Regions from separate parts of the Mus musculus genome. Here region 2 is linked to region 1. Evidence: chromatin contacts called from public Hi-C data. All regions are on one chromosome and are shown on one strand. Each heading gives the region's core, a stretch centred on a gene start, on an enhancer-like site or on the middle of the called end of the contact. The rest is flanking DNA. Distances are from core to core; before and after follow the strand shown.

Region 1 (3,443 bases), core at 249-2,748:
CTTGAGAACACTGAAAAAAAAGTATAAGGAGTTAGTTTTATGTTATTGTGAATATTTGAATAATAGAGTACTATCAATACACTCTTGAAATATGACTTAAAAGAGTGAATAGTGCATATCTGACATTTTATACAATAACATAATTACAACAATATATGATTATATGCTACAATTACATACATTATGACTCATTGTGTAGCTATATAATAATTTACTAGAAAGTTGTATAAGGTAAATAGATTCTCAGCTATAAAATACCCAATAAATTTATCATTTCTTACCATAGTTATTTGTCAGAAATATCACTGATATTTTTCTTAGGATACAAACTGCTAGATATTCAACAGTTTAAAGAAATTGTCATTTTATTTTCATTTTACTGATTATTATCCAGAACCCCAAATGTAGCACACATCACCTATTTTAGTTACCTAGTTCTTTTATTTACTCTTTCTTGCTAACAGTAGCTATCAAGTAATAATACTTCCCCCTATTTAATGAGAAAGTGCAGTTAAGGAAAAGGCACATTTCACCTATCGCCTGGGAGCTAAGAAGAGTAATTAAAATATTGGTTGATCAGATCCCAAAGCTTGCCCTTTTGTGGTCTTTGTGGATTACTTTAGTTTTTCTAGCCATCTCTTAGAGACGGTGACATGCCACGTTGTTGGACACTTCTGAATGCCCAGCACAGCATTAAAGTCTTGCTGAGAACAAAGGAGCGCATGGCAGTGCCAACGGCACTGTAGAGCTCCCATTCTAGCTGAAGTATGAGTGTTGACATGATGACATTGGGAGAATATTTAAGCTAATGTGTGTGTTGTAATTGCTGTTTACAATTTCTATTAAGAGTGACATCAACAAGGTAGAAAAGCACACTTGAATTTATTCAGAGACACCCAATTTAACAGTCATGTAAAGACCCAAATTTATCTTTATAAGGTTACCAGAAATCAAATAAGAAATTGCAATACCTTAGGAGATCACTCGGCTGAGAAGCAGGCATTGAAATCAGCAAGGGGAGCAATTCAGTTTACTCATGGCAACCCTACCTCTAATATGTATTGCAGCTCATGACTCATCTTAGTACTTCCCTCTTGTCGGACAGAGAGCAGCCATGCACGCAGATTTTCAACTTTATGATGTACTATATGAGGAGTAATTTCTGTCACCTAACTTCGCAGCCGACATCCATGGATCAACATAGTTGGAGGATAACAGAGAGTTGCATAATGTAGCTGGCAGCCTCATGTGACCACAAGTTTGGCAAGATTAGGGGAAGGCACCCAGTCCCTGACTTTTCTCTGAGGAGAGGGGGTGGGGGAGGAAGTGAGTGTGTCTCCAATGTTCCAGCTTTTCTGAGAATTCACTAATAGACAGTTTCTGTCTCACTTTACCACTCAACTGGAGTACTGCTGCGAACCGACAGTGTGGAGGCCTGGGGGCAGTGGAGAACAATGGAAAGCAGAACAGCAGCTGGCATGACCTTGTGATCCGGGATGGTGCAACAGAGGGTCATAGAGAGCTTCTCTATGATTGCAGCAACAGAAGACCAGAGAGAGAAAGGGAGAGAGGGAGTGCCGAGAGCCACAGGACAGGGAGGGAGAGGGAGATATGAAAGAATGGATTAACACTTATATCTAAAGCCATAAAGTAGCTGAATATATATGTCATTAGCTTCCAATTCTGACTATCGGCTGTCTACAAGAAAGTAAAAAAAAAATAAAAGAAAGATTAAAGGGATGAAATAATTAATAAGGGACGTAATAATCTCAAACAGACACACACCTAGCACCAAGCCACCAAAAATAACTAAAGCAAACAGTAGCAGAGATAGCTGCTAGTCGGGGAGAGCCAGACAGGAATGCAGTGATAACAGAGAACTTCAGTTCTTTACTTCTGATAATGGATAGATCACCCAGATAGAAAAGAAAGAAAAGAACATATTTGACAGCAAAAGAGATGAACCTGTCCCACCAGATACCTACAGTACATTGTATTCAAGAGAGAAACACCATATGTTCTTTCCAAGCACAGTTGGAACATTCTCCAGGAAATCTCTCACTGGTTTACAAAGCAGGTCTTAGTGACTTTCAAACAAGTGAAATCATTTTAAGTATCTTCCCAGCCCTGTCCCCACAAAATCACTGGAAGGAAGCTACACTTGACCAGCTGAAAGAAGAGTGAAAATTTTACACATACATGGAAAAAGAGCAGGAGGATCTTTGCTTGAAGTGGGTTATTGGTAATAATAATAAACAACTTTGGTACTGATTTATTTACTTTATGTACTGTATTTTCAATAATGCACTCTTTCTAGTTATTAAGAAAAACAGCGTTCTGATAGACAGTCCCTCATGAAGCATTCCAGAAACCTCCAAGTCATGGGCCACATCCCATCCAAATTACTACCCTATCCTGTTCCGTGTAGCAAGACACAAGAGTGGTCAATAGTGGCTTCCGTGGTCCTGACTGGGAAAAGCCTGGACTGTGTTGTATTTGCATCTTTTGTTTTTTAACTAACGAGTTTGGAAAGTCCAAGCAAAACATTTTCCAAATACAAAAATACTTGCAGAGCAAATGAATATGGAGAAAATATGTTCGGCAGCTGTACAACGTGTTTGCGATTTAAGCCAAGTTCTATAAGTTCTATTATAAGAGAAAAGATATTAGTTACAAAGCTTTAAAGTTTATAAATTAAGAAGTTACCATGAGTTGAGGCTAATCTATTTTTTTTCTTATGAAGGTAAACATTTACTTGGTGCTAAGTTACAGTTTCAGAGGTTCAGTCCATTATCATCATGGTGGGAAGACATGGTGCTGGAGGAGCCCACAGTTCTACACCTTGATCCAAAGGCAGCAAGGATCTTCTGCATTTGGATATATTTGACAATAGGACCTCCCCCAACCCCACAGTGATGTATTTTCTCCAACTGCCACATCAATTCCAAGGCCACACCTCGTAATAGTGCCACTTCTCCTGGGCCAAGCGTATTCAAACCACCACAGAAGTCAAAGGCTGACTATTATCTGTAAGCCCTTATGATGACAGCAACAAAAGCAAACCCTGAATTACACACTCACAACATTCAGTGCTACACAATAAATGTGCACATTATAAAGGGAGGAACAGAGGTGTAGAAAGCAGGACCAAAACCCAGCAGAGAAAATGTTAAATCCTATTCCATGTCTAACACTAATCTATTTTTGAATGAAGTACTGGCTATCAAATTTTATGAAGCTTTAGTAAAGTGGTTGTATGGATCCTCAAGAGGTGGCAATCAGGTGATCGGCCACCACATTTACTCTCTGACTTCTACAGCCATGAGGGACACTCCTCAAGACTGCTTCAGACAGGCACACTGAATTTCCTTTTTATGCTGTGTTAGTTGCTTTTATTCTGTTGCTGTGCTAAAACACTGACCCAAGCAGCCTGAGGAAAGAAG
Region 2 (3,512 bases), core at 511-3,010, 290 kb after region 1:
TACAGTTTGTTGGTTCTTTTAATTTGGGGGAAATTCTGGGGAATTCCAGTGCTCAAAGAAGTGAGAACCCAAGCACAGCTTGAGCCTGGCCCAAGCTCACTGGTCCTGTGTAAACACCCACATACGTCCTCTTCAATGTGCCTGGTCTCAGACAGCAGGGTGGACCTGTTATGCCTGGACCTCAGCTAAACCAAGGGTGCCAGGCTGGGGCTGGCTGCCCTGCAACCCACAGAAGATTATTCAGATGCGGGAAAAGGATCCCGGCTTCCCGTCCTGACTTGTATCCAGTGGCTCTGAGAAGCAGGACATGGAGAGAGCTACTGCTGCTGCATCTGTGGGATTCGGAGACTGTCTCTCCTTCCTGTTAGTCCTGCAGCTGTGAAAAGTGAAGACCAGATGTAAACTTTAGCTTTGTCAAAGCAGATTAGTGTAATACCTGACAGGCACAACCCTCAAATGCAAGGCTCTTTGGTAGGAGTTCTAATCTGCAGCCTGCTTTGGTGGCTACACTCAAGGGGAGGCCCCACGGCAGAGGAGAAAGATCTGTTGTTGTTCTTTAGTTTCAATCTTTAAAAAAGGCAAACAACATGAAAATAAAATTAAATTGCAGGACAGCTCACGGTCAAATCTGCAGAGTTTATGATTTCTGGATCACTTTGTGATTTGCACAGCAGCACAAACCTCAGTTACAAGAAGCCCCGAGGGCCTGCCCCCATGGAAACTCTGTGTCTGTTGTGCTTGTTGTAATGTAGAGCGCCTTCCAGGTGCTGGTAAAACACCCGGACCTGTGAAATAGAAGGGTTTCCTTAAAACATGTCAGGAATGTTAGTTTAGAACTTATTTATGACATTCACAAAGACTCTTACTTGTAAAAAGTATTTATTTTTATTTATACACACATGTACTGTGTGTGTGTGTGTGTGTGTGTGTGTATGTACATGTCTATCTGTGGTATGTGTCCACTTGCCCTCTGAAGTCAGAAAAGGGCATCAGAATTATAGCTAGTTGTAAGAAGCCTGAATTGCGTGCTGGATACTGAACTTATAACCCCAGCAGCAGGACTGCATTTAACCATTGCACCATCTTTCTGACCCAAACTCACACATTTTTAATGTGGCTAACCTTCATGAAAGCATCTTGAAGCACTGTGGTTAAAAAGTGCTTAGCCCTCATTTCTATATTTGTCTTCTATAATAATGGAAATTTTGATACGTATAAGAACACCACTGGCTCAGCCTTTCTTGTAGCTAAATGTGGCCGTGTTGTAAGTTCTGACCAACGGCATAAGAACAGAGGTAAGAAGCAGGTGTGTTCAAGTGTGCATCGTCTATATCATACCACAGAAAAAGGAGAGAGCACTACTTCTCTCCACTTCTCTCTCACTTGCTGAAACATTGCTGAGGTAAAGAAAGTCTGTGGCTGATTCAATCATATCAATGAGTAATAAATGCAAAACACACTGACTGTCATTATCAATGTAAATGTTTGTGTGGTCCCAGGCACATTACGTAAGTTCTCCAAATTTCCTTCCCTGCTTTAAAGGCAAAATCCCACAAGGAATATAATAAATATCGGGGGTGGCGATTGTCTATAAAATAAGACAGGGAAGCAGTGCCTGTGTTTTTAAACTGCTGAATGCAAAAGACCAGAAGACAGAAGCAGAAACATGGCTGAGGGAGTGGCCAGTAGACAGGGGAGCCAGTATTGGCAGGCTCATCTCCTTCATGAGGCCACCTTGGGGGATTCCTTGTGAGTAGAGACAGGAGTCTGTGGTCAGTGCTAGAGCTCTTTGTTAGGACTTAACAGTAACAGGAAGAGTGACTCAGTATCCTGCCTTGAAGGATGGAGAAGCTGAGTCTGCTTTGAAACTTCCTCTCTGAAGTGGGGATTTGTCTGGGAACCAGACAATGAGAACTAAGCCTCTGCCTATACCGAGATCAAAGGGCCCAGGCAAGGCCAGGTGGATGGGAAAAGAGACAAAGAGAGCAAGTAGGCTGGCTTCTGACAGCATGAATTCTTACTAGACTGTGGTTAAGCTGAGTTAGTAGGTAAAGCACCTAAGCCTGAAGCTGTAGCCTAGTTCTACACAGCTCTTATTGGTACCTAAGTCTAAATCTTATGACCAGGGGAGGAGATTTTTTTGTAAAGATAACGAACCATAAGACTCACTTATAAGAACTTTATTGTGATAAATCATTCTTTTTTATTTTTATTGTTAATACAGTTGTGTGTGTGTGTGTGTGTGTGTGTGTGTGTGTGTGTACATACATGTTGTGTGAGCACATTTGTATATGTGTGCACGTGCTGGTAGAGGTGAGAAGAACACTCACTTCAGGCATTATTTTTCAGGCATCTTCCAACTTTGGTTTGTAAGAGCTTGCAATTCCCAAGACCTTTACCTAACAGGTTAGTTAACTAGACAGGGAGCTACAGGAATCTGCTATTTGCTGCCCCCCACCCCCATCTCACCATGGCAAGGACGTCTACCATCCTTGCCTTGTGATGGGGATCTCAAAGATCCACGCAGTGGTCCTAATGCTTGGATGACAATTGCTTCTCCTAATCTTGTAATAGATTTTGTACATTATCTCAGACAGGCTTTATTTCAGCCCTTGGAAATAACTCTCATAAGTTCTAAGTTTCATAAGAAAACTGGAACTAGCCGGGCATTAGAAAATTGGTCCTTAAATTCAACCACAGTATTTATCATTAAACTAGAAAGTGTGAACTGGCAAGTAATTAATAACATCGTCTCAATTTTAGAGAAATGTTTTGCAGAAAAACCAAGCTCTGAGCAACTAAGGAATTGTTCTCAAGTCATGCAACTGTGTCAACAGGACATGTCTCAAAAGTTAATTCTGTAAGGTTGATTCACGCCCCCTCCACAGTCTGCCTTGCAAAGTCAGGGCATCCAGTTCTTTAGGAGCTGCAGTTTCAGACAAGCTGGGGCATCTGCCCACCCACCTTTCAAAGGGCCTGCCTGCACTGTAAGCGCAGGGCCTTCTCCTCCTGCAGAGGATGATTCTTCAACAGGGCAGCCATCGGCAGTCCTGTCCACCCCCCTACTTCCCACCACTCCCTTCCATAGACCCAAGGGCCAATGCTCAGGTCTCTGGATTTCTCCCTGATTTCTGCTTGCTAAGTTTCTCAGCCAAGGGAAAACCATTAAGTGTCAAATTGCATGAACAGAGCGTCCAAGTAGCTGCCTGTTCCAGGACCAGTGCCTGCCAAAGGACCTTAAATAAACTCGGCTGCAGGGGAGATGCTGAGATGATTCCTATGTGGTGTGTTTAGTTTGTTAAATGAACACACAGAGCGCAGTTTCATCTGATTAGTTAGCGTGAGTCACAAGAGCAGACAACACAGCAGGCTTTCCCCCCTCTCTTCTCTTCTTCTCTTCTCTTCTCTTCTCTTCTCTTCTCTTCTCTTCTCTTCTCTTCTCTTCTCTTCTCTTCTCTTCTCTTCTCCTCTCCTCTCCTCTCTTCTCTTCTCTCCCTCCCCCTCCCCCTCTC

What was found. Hi-C and Micro-C count contacts between places; a contact is called where the count stands out from the background.
Region 2: a Hi-C map of bone marrow-derived macrophages shows a contact between it and region 1, with 26 read pairs. The contact joins two enhancer-like sites. A contact is called at or near these places in 2 of 15 datasets of contacts at CTCF or cohesin (the NIH/3T3 cell line and pro-B cells), 8 of 484 Hi-C or Micro-C datasets (bone marrow-derived macrophages, cerebral cortex, cortical neurons and 3 more) and 3 of 115 datasets of contacts at active chromatin or transcription factors (bone marrow-derived dendritic cells and bone marrow-derived macrophages).

What each region holds. Positions count from the first base shown.
Region 1 is chr1:137,750,398-137,753,840 of GRCm38.p6, forward strand. No RefSeq gene overlaps it. Among named protein-coding and RNA genes, the nearest start is that of Gm34306, 16 kb to the right of the region's middle. Within about 2 kb of position 1,499, at least 71 of the 459 cell types and tissues checked have an H3K27ac peak or open chromatin away from gene starts, as enhancers often do. A contact at or near this core is called in bone marrow-derived dendritic cells and bone marrow-derived macrophages, where this site is marked.
Region 2 is chr1:138,037,526-138,041,037 of GRCm38.p6, forward strand. No RefSeq gene overlaps it. Among named protein-coding and RNA genes, the nearest start is that of Gm34353, 45 kb to the left of the region's middle. Within about 2 kb of position 1,761, at least 87 of the 459 cell types and tissues checked have an H3K27ac peak or open chromatin away from gene starts, as enhancers often do. A contact at or near this core is called in bone marrow-derived dendritic cells and bone marrow-derived macrophages, where this site is marked.